Linked DNA regions of Zea mays: all the other regions are linked to region 1. The links are chromatin contacts, called in public Hi-C maps. All regions are on one chromosome and are shown on one strand. The core of a region is the stretch at or near the end of the contact, and the rest is flanking DNA. Distances in the headings are between cores, read along the strand shown.

Region 1 (3,144 bases), core at 594-3,093:
CACATGACTCCAAATATTTAAACTATATATATAATTACACTAAAAATATATTCACAATATAAAAATATTAGAACTAATAAAAACATTCCCCTTGTATCTATCATCGCTTGCGTGAAGGAGAAGGCTGCAAATAGTTAAATCATTAGCCTAAATAGCAATTGTTGCATGTTTAGTGCCAAAGTTATACAAAAGTGTACACCCTCTATTTTTATCATCCTCGTTAACTTATAATTGGTTACCCTAAACAATGACTGCATATATCAAAATATCATAGCATCTTTTAGTTGATTTACACACAAATAAATATAGTCTCCAAATGATTGGAATAAATAATGTGACGGCTTATCCTTGTTATGGTCATCATATAGCACTACTTTATTTTGATTATCTAATGTGGTTTGCAGTTTAGTATGTTATTATAACTTGCCACATTAAAACACTACACTTCCGTAGCCCTCATTTTAATACAGGAATATATTAAACTAATTTAAATATATTCTTATTTTTATGTATACTCTACAAAATAAAAATTAAATACATTACTCAAAATGCCTAAAAAGACCCCTTAAAACACAAAGTTGCAACTCCTGTTTTTACTGCAGTATTAAAACTGACTTATTATACACAGAACAATATTTGGTAAACCAGCAAAAATCTATGTTTTTAAAACTGAAGCATTGTAAATACTATAATTGTTTTAAAGTATTTTAAATTTAAGTCTCGATCTCAGTTTTTAATATTGTGGTATTTAAAGTGTGATATTACCATGACTAAAGTATATTGTAGTATTTTAAAAACTATGATTTTCAAACTTTGTTTCTAAACAGGACCAAAAACCAGTTACCCCAACTAAAATCAGTTTTGGTTGGTTAGTGATTGTTTATGGAAAAAAGGCTATTGGATCTAAACACTCCTATTCACTTTTTTTTTTCTAAAAGTGAGTTTTCAGAAATCAAGAGTAGAAACAAGTTTTCAAGGAATCGGAGTAAATTCAAACAGGGTAGATCCTTAAAAAAACTAAAATCACTCTTTCCTCTCTTAGAGGGTGTTTGGTTAGAGGGACTAAAAATTAGTCTCTAGTTTCTAGTCTCATTTAGTCCCTTTTTTGCCAAACACTAGAACTAAAATATAGACTAAAATGATTTAGTCTTTAGTCCTTCACATAGGTGCTAAAAGAGACTAAAAGCCCACATGAGTGTATTCCAAGGACATTTGAGTCTTTGGATAGTGTATTTAATGACTTTAGAATCTATTTAGTCTCTAGAATCAAACAAGTAGGGACTAAAGTTTAGTCTAGAACTAAAGTTTGGTCCTATAACTAATTGAAACCAAACGTGGCCTTACCACACGCCCCTCGCACCAGGCTTTCTCTCTCTTAGACTGGCCGCAACGGACGCGGCGCGACGCCCCCTCCCCTTGCCCTGTAGCTCGCATGGCGGCTACAGGGCGCCTCCCAACGCCGCAGCGGTGGACGCTAGCCAGCGCTCTACGAAGAGGTAACGTTCTCTCTCCCCCTTGTTCTGGCGTTGTCTCTCTTCCCCTCTAAACACTGTTCACGTGGGCCCGCTTCCAATTGTTAGTAGATAAAAAATTTATAGTAGATGAAAAGTATGTATAAAAAATGATATTTTATAGTGTAGTGGGATATAGGGGGAGTATTTAGAGGGAACCGCTGCGGGAGATGAAAAAATAGGGGTGGAATGTTGATGATGTGACCCAAAAAAGTGATATAGGGGGAAAAATTTAGGGGAAACGGTTGCGGATAGCCTTACCTAAGCCACCCTTTAAATGGCAACACCAACACCCGTCCCGACCTCTTCTCTCCTAATTATTCCCGGGCTTCCTCCTGTGTACACCGCTCCCGCCCCGCCTACCATTTAACCCCCGCTTCCCCTGGCCTCTGCCGCCCCGCCGCACAGAATCGCTTGGTGCACCCGGCGACTCGGCGAGGGCCTCCCTGAAACCCTAGCTTGCCCAGCCCCGCCGGGCCATGGGCAAATACATGCGCAAGGTAAAGGTTTCCAGCGAGGTTGCCATCATGGATGTCGCCGCTGCTCCGCTCGGGGTCCGCACCCGCGCGCGCGCCCTCGCGCTGCAGCGCCTTGAGAAGCAGCAGGTGCAGCAGGAGGAGGGCTGCGGCGGTGAGTACCTGGAGCTAAGGAGCCGGAGGCTCGAGAAGCTGCCGCCGCAGGTGGCGTCCGTGAGGAGGTGCGGCGGGAGGAAGGTGGCGGCCACGGCCCCCGCCGCTATGGAGGAGGCGGAAGCATCGTACGGGGAGAACATGCTCGAGTCGGAGGCCATGGGGAGGTGAGTTCTTGGATTGAAATTTCTGTTGCGTTCTTGGGTTGCTTGCACGGGTTTTGGGTTTAGTGGATTCCGATTGTGTGGTACCAAGATTTTTTTTTTGGGACAGAAAGTTGGAATTTTAGCGCTATGCGTTTCTATTTGAATGCTTTCGTTTTTTTCCTTTTTCGCGCAGTGTGTTCGACTTCAAATTGGGAGTCATGCGAATCCCCCCAGCACGCTTGTACAGCTCCTATGCTTTCTTGCGGATTTTTCTACGCCAGGAACCCCTTTGCTAATTCTTGCCGTGCTCTCCTTGCGCTTAATTTTTTCGGCGGTGTATCTTCCATTCTCTTTTGAAATCAAAAGTCACCCCATATTTTAATGCCAAAACCATTGTCGCTGCCGTGTGTCCGAGAAATTAGTCTCTAATTCTTGCAATAATCGGTTGACGCCGTCCAAACTCCAACATCACCCCATAAAAGCCCCAATCCCACCTCTGGCTTGGCTTTGATTCTCTGAAGCACCGAATAAGTTGTGCTCAATCTTGTACCAGAGCGGCAGAGCCCAATTAATCCGCTAGCTTAGTGGAGTCTCTTGCAGTGGCCAGCCATGGCGTCCTCCTTTTTCCATAGTGGAACGGAAAAGTGGCCTCCTTTCCCCTTGTTCTTTCCCCTTCCCCATGGACGCACACGCCCTTGTTTCTTTTGCTTGCGAGGAGACGAGTAGCCGGGGACCCCTCAAATCTTTTACCAATCAATCAAAAGCCCTTACTTTTCGCAAGAAATTTCTCTGTTCCACCCTCGAAAAAGCGCCCTCTGCTCTCACCCTCCCTCACAGCCTCATTTCTCGCTTGGGTCT
Region 2 (3,016 bases), core at 286-2,785, 290 kb after region 1:
TTCTTTGTGAACATCTTTGTAAGGGCGAGAGACTCCAAGTTGTGGAGATTCCTCGCAAGCGGGATAAAGTAAAGCAAAGCAAAACACCGTGGTATTCAAGTAGGTCTTTGGACCACTTAAGAGGGGTTGATTGCAACCCTCGTCCGTTGGGACGCCACAACGTGGAGTAGGCAAGTGTTGGACTTGGCCGAACCACGGGATAAACCACTGTATCTATCTGTGTTGATCTTCTTGTGATTATTGTGCTTTGCTAAGACTCCTCTCTAGTCACTTGGCATTATTTGTGCTAACTCCTAATCTAGTTTTGTGAGTTAAATATCAAGTTTTTACAGGATCACCTATTCACCCCCCCTCTAGGTGCTCTCAGCGCCGGTCTGGACCAGGTCGCAGGGGTGGTCGTCTAGGGCTTGCTCTAACTATTTGAAGCTAAGGGCTCCTAATATACCTACCATATATATATATATATATATATATATATATATATATATATATATATATATATATATATATATATATATATATATATATATATATATATATATATATATATATATATTATAATTTAGTTTTATTTGAAAATTTAAAAAAAAAGGAAAACTTTCGCTGGCGGCCAAATAAAGAAAGCCGACAGTGGATATGATATTTTCACTGTCGGTTTCTTTAAGAAAAACGTCAGTAAAAATAAGCCAGTGTAAATAGCTCTAGGACCGTCACTATAAAGCTTATGTGTACTAGTGTCAGTGAGTAACTGCAAATACTTCTTTTTTTTGCCTCACCTCGAATCCGTTTTTAACGCCTCGTCGCTCTTTGTATGACCATATTTACGTGATATACATGCATTCACATGGATGCTCATTTCATAGCCCCCTCTCTCTCTTTACATGGTCCTACAACACAACTACAACACACACACCAAACTCTCAAAGGCCGGACGCCAATGACATTGCAGTGTGCAACGCAAGTCTTTGTTGGCGTCATTGTCTTGCCGACGCGTCACGTACGTACAGTAGTAGGACACGTTGCGCGCCCACGCCACACCACACCACGTACAACCGATGCCAACGGCCAACCTAAGGAAGAAGTCGAATGATTGTACTGATACGATACGAGACTGAATTCTCTTTGGTTTTTTTCCCCGATTTTGATTTTTAGTACGACTAGTTTAAAAACTTAAATCTCCTCTAAGATTCTATTCTCGGATACGTATTGAGTGTGTTTCCCATGTTTGACAGCAAAGAAATAGAGGGGATTACTGCTAAATAAGCCCTTCATGAGATGCTACATATAAATTGCAATATTTATAAAAAAAAATAAAAGTAAAATAGAAGGCTAAAAATAAAGATTTTTTTGGAGATACTCTTAGACTGAAGCATCGAGGAGGGCCGCATGCAATAGAGAATTGATGGGCCGAAGGTTACTGTACCTTTCCAGCGGGGCAGAGCCGCACAGTTCTCTCCCCCGGCTATATACACGCGCGCGAGCAGCTCTATAAATTCAGCCAGTCCAAGGCTAGGACGAGATCAGTTGGTAGTTCACCAGAGTTCACAAAAAAATCACAAGCAAGCAGTTGCGGGTGTAGCTCGCAACAATGGCGACGAACCCCGGCCTCTTCACCGAGTGGCCGTGGAAGAAGCTCGGCAACTTCAAGGTAGCTCCCGCCTCCCGGCCCCGGGGCCCCGTCTCAATAACCTGCGTGCGTACGTCCATGGCACAGAGCGGGGGAGAAGGTGAAGGAAAATTAGCAAGTCGTCTTCTGCTCACCGGCGGCGTGCCATGCCATGGCAATCTTGGGCGCACGGTATATGGCCATGAGCGCGCAGTGTCGGAACATGCATGCACGCATGGACTTGCTATACATACATGCATGCACCGGCAGCCGTGAGACCATCTGTGCATGAGTCTTATGCTCCTGTGCATCTCATGTTCCGGCCGACCCATGAGCATGGAAGGAAGCCACCAAAAGTTCATTAATTTGATAGGTCGCGTGTGCATGGCTGATCGACTCTCCTACAGTTCTTTTGTCTTTTGTTTTTACTTCCTGAGAATTCATGGAGTCAATTCGCTAGCCTACAGATCAAGGTCGAGGTCTCGGTCGAGCAGTGTGTGCTGTGTGCCAATCGTTGTCATGGTGGCTGATGACGTACGCTCGTGTGTGTGTGTGTGTGTGTGCATGCACGCAGTACCTGCTGCTGGCGCCGTGGGTGGCGCACGGCGGCTACCTAGCGGCGACCAAGGGGTGGAGGGCGGCCGACCTGGGGTACGTGGCCATCCTCCCGTCGCTGCTCCTCCGGGCGCTGCACAACCAGGCGTGGATCACGGCGTCCCGCCTGCAGAGCGCGCGCGGCCGGCGGCAGGTCGTGGACCGCGGCATCGAGTTCGAGCAGGTGGACCGCGAGCGCAACTGGGACGACCAGATCCTGCTCAGCGGCATCCTCCTGTACCTGGGCTCCACCTACCTGCCGGGGGGCCAGCACCTGCCGCTGTGGCGCGCGGACGGCGCCGCGCTCATCGCGCTGCTGCACGCCGGCCCCGTCGAGCTCGTCTACTACTGGCTGCACCGCGCGCTGCACCACCACTTCCTCTACTCCCGCTACCACTCCCACCACCACGCCTCCATCGTCACCGAGCCAATCACCTGTAAGCAGAAAGCTTCATTTCAATAGTAATTAATACGCCGGCCAAATCGACGACCTGCTAGCTGCCACTAATCAGTCATATGCAAGGTGTCCTCGACCTCAAGCTTAGCTATCGTACACGTACCACGACGGAGTCAATTTATCTCATTTGCATTCTGAGTGAAACAAATAGGTTTAAACCATTATATTTTGAATTACAGACTTCGAACTACCTCCATCCTGAAAAAGGGTGAACACTTCAAGTCCTTAGTCCACCGTCTAAGAGGTTTGTCGGGTTCTTTTTAGTCACCCTCATTAAACTTTAAGGAGTGTTTGAATGCAATATACAAATTAGCTAATAGCTGAATTATTATTTAGCCAGTTTGAATGTCTTTAGCTAA
Region 3 (3,296 bases), core at 387-2,886, 380 kb after region 1:
TGAGCCCGAGTCCGAGCCCTGGGGTCGGGCGGAGCGGAGTTCGCCGTCTTCCGGGACCTAGCCCGAGTCCGAGCCCTAGGGTCGGGCGGAGCGGAGTTCGCCGTCTTCCGGGACCTAGCCCGAGTCCGAGCCCTGGGGTCGGGCGGAGCGGAGTTCGCCGTCTTCCGGGACCTAGCCCGAGTCCGAGCCCTGGGGTCGGGCGGAGCGGAGTTCGCCGTCTTCTGGGACTTAGCCCGAGTCCGAGCCCTGGGGTCGGGCGGAGCGGAGTTCGCCGTCTTCCGGGTCCTAGCCCGAGTCCGAGCCCTGGGTCGGGCGGAGCGGAGCTTCCTATGGTGCCTTTGGCAGGGCCTGACTGCCTGTCAGTTTCACTCTGTCAAGTGGCACTGCAGTCGGAGTGGCGCAGGCGGCGCTGTCCTTTTGTCAGGCCGGTCAGTGGAGCGGCGAAGTGACGGCGGTCACTTCGGCTCTGCCGGGGGGCGCGTGTTAGGATAAAGGTGTCAGGCCACCTTTGCGTTAAATGCTCCTGCGATCCGATCGATCGGTGCGGCGATTTAGTCAGGGTTGCTTCTTCGCGAAGGCAGGGCATCGGGCGAGCCGGAGATGTGTCCGCCGTTGGAGGGGGGCCTCGGGCGAGACGGAAATCCTCCGGGGTCGGCTGCTCTTGTCCGAGGCTAGACTCGGGCGAGACATGATCGAGTCGCTCGAATGGACTGATCCCTGACTTAATCGCACCCATCAGGCCTTTGCAACTTTATGCTGATGGGGGTTACCAGCTGAGAATTAGGAGTCTTGAGGGTACCCCTAATTATGGTCCCCGACAGTATTAGCCTTATGATACTTATAACTTAGTTAGAGCAACTCCAATAGTTATGTAAATTTTAGCTCTCTAAATCACATATTTAAGAAGTTGGTAAATAGCTTTTGGAGTAAAAAAATGTGAGTTCTCCAATAGTTCTCTAAATATAGGTTGTAATTTTGTTTTGTATTTATCCACATAAAAAATAAGTCACAAAAACTATATAATGCAGTCAACATTTTTGTTTAGGGAGTTGTTAAATGGTTGCCAAATGTAGAGAGAAAATGCGGTTAGATGATAAGTTGTTAAATTTAGAAAGTTCATTTAGAGAACTGTTGGAGAATAGTTTTCATGTTAACTACCTAAATTATTGATTTAGGAAGTCTTTTAGAGAACCACTGGAGTTGCTCTTATAGTTTTTCAACCTCAATCTTCAATTCTTTTCGACTCTACATCATCTAAAGTCGTTTTAGGTGGCATACCGACCTCAAAACAATCCTACAATCTTTCATCCTTTTCCTAAAGAGTACCTAAAATTATATTCGTCGCAAGCAGGCTTTAGGGAACGTTGGTGCCAAACAACTCTAAAAAGCCTACGCCCCTCCAAAATTCGGAATCTGATCATGTAAAAACTTTTGCAAACTCCGCAACCCGAAGAGCTAGTTTCCAAATCAGCCCCAAAAAGCCCACGAAAACCCTCCAGCCCTCCGTGCTGCGGCTCCTTCCGGTCCCCCACCACGCGCCGGACATGAAATATCCCACTCAAACCAACCTACCGCCCACAGACCCAAATCGGCACCCCGGAAGCCTCAAATCCGCTCTATTCCTCTCTCCCCCTCTCTCCCCCATCGCACCAGCAGGCGAGCGCGAGGCGGAGGAGTAGAGATGGAGTCGGACCAGGGCAAGCTTTTCATCGGCGGCATCTCCTGGGAAACGACGGAGGAGAAGCTGAGCGAGCACTTCTCCGCCTACGGCGAGGTAACGCAGGCCGCCGTCATGCGCGACAAGATCACCGGCCGCCCCCGCGGCTTCGGGTTCGTCGTCTTCGCGGATCCCGCCGCCGTCGACAGAGCGCTGCAGGACCCCCACACCCTCGACGGCCGCACGGTATGGCAACCCCACCTCTTCGCCGACGCGAAACCCTAGGTCGAATATTCGCAAACCAGCGCCGAATATTCGCTTTGGTCGTCTTCTCATCTGCCCCACCGTCCGGGCTTGACCAGGATTTCTCTCGGTTTGCGGTACTTTTATTGCCCCAGGTCGATGTGAAGCGGGCACTCTCGCGGGAGGAGCAGCAGGCCTCCAAGGCCGCGAACCCTAGCGGTGGAAGGAACTCCGGTGGCGGAGGAGGCGGCGGTGGCGGCAGCGATGCAAGTGGTGCTCGGACGAAGAAGATCTTTGTGGGCGGGCTGCCCTCTACTCTGACTGAGGATGGGTTCCGGCAGTACTTCGAGACCTTTGGCATAGTTACTGACGTAGTTGTCATGTATGACCAGAACACACAGCGCCCACGTGGTTTCGGGTTCATCACCTTTGATTCGGAGGACGCGGTTGACCGCGTGCTGCAGAAGACCTTCCATGATCTTGGTGGGAAGCTGGTTGAGGTGAAGCGCGCATTGCCCCGTGAGGCGAATCCTGGCGGCTCTGGTGGTGGTCGTTCTGGGGGAGGTGGGGGTTATCAGAGCAACAATGGCCATAACACCAGCTCTGGTAGCTATGATGGTAGAAGTGATGGTGGCAGGTACGGGCAGACACAACAGGGTAGTGGTGGTGGTGGCTATCCTGGCTACGGTGCAGGAGGCTATGGTGCTGGGGCAGCTGGATATGGATATGGTGCTAACCCTGCAGTTGGATATGGAAATTATGGGGCTGGAGGGTATGGGGGTGTTCCTGCTGCTTATGGTGGACATTATGGAAACCCAGGTGCAGCTGGTTCTGGTTACCAAGGTGGACATCCAGGCTCAAATAGAGGACCTTGGGGCAGTCAAGCTCCATCTGCATATGGAACTGGAGGGTATGGTGGCAGTGCTGGGTATAGTGCTTGGAACAACTCTTCTGGTGGCGGCAATGCTCTGAATAGTCAAGCCCCTGGTGGACCTGCAGGCTATGGAAGCCAGGGCTATGGGTATGGTGGATATGGAGGGGATCCATCATACGCTAGTCACGGAGGATATGGGGCTTATGGAGCACGTATTGATAGTGCTGGCAATCCTGCTACTGGTGGATCATCTGGATACAATGCAGGCTATGGAAGTGGTGGTGCCAACTCTGGCTATTCAAGTGCTTGGAGTGATCCTTCGCAAGGTGGTGGATTTGGCGGTTCGGTCAATGGAGGTGCTGAAGGACAGTCAACTTATGGCACTGGCTATGGCAGTGTGCAGCCCAGGGTTGCTCAGTAAAGAGAGGCATTTTGAGTGTGCGAAATGAACCAGTGCATCTGGGCAGTCTATGTATTGATTTGTCATTCCAGTCTCTCTGGTTGCTCTCAGCATTTTGAAGA

Evidence for each region. A called contact is a pair of places that touch in the nucleus more often than the background predicts.
Region 2: a Hi-C map of ear shows a contact between it and region 1, with 2.4 times the contacts expected there. The contact joins the promoter of LOC100280261 here to the promoter of LOC100382215 in region 1. A contact is called at or near these places in 2 of 25 Hi-C or Micro-C datasets (ear and tassel).
Region 3: a Hi-C map of leaf shows a contact between it and region 1, with 6 times the contacts expected there. The contact joins the promoter of LOC100280293 here to the promoter of LOC100382215 in region 1. A contact is called at or near these places in 2 of 25 Hi-C or Micro-C datasets (endosperm and leaf).

Annotation. Positions count from the first base shown.
Region 1 is chr5:30,896,395-30,899,538 of Zm-B73-REFERENCE-NAM-5.0, forward strand. LOC100382215 (Cyclin-dependent kinase inhibitor 5) reads left to right here and starts at 1,844. Exons shown (of 3, transcript NM_001174972.1): 1 at 1,844-2,307. The coding sequence starts at 1,991.
Region 2 is chr5:31,182,962-31,185,977 of Zm-B73-REFERENCE-NAM-5.0, forward strand. LOC100280261 reads left to right here and starts at 1,536. Exons shown (of 9, transcript NM_001153189.1): 1 at 1,536-1,648; 2 at 2,181-2,637. The coding sequence starts at 1,589.
Region 3 is chr5:31,275,470-31,278,765 of Zm-B73-REFERENCE-NAM-5.0, forward strand. LOC100280293 reads left to right here and starts at 1,637. Exons shown (of 3, transcript NR_158746.1): 1 at 1,637-1,903; 2 at 2,056-3,296.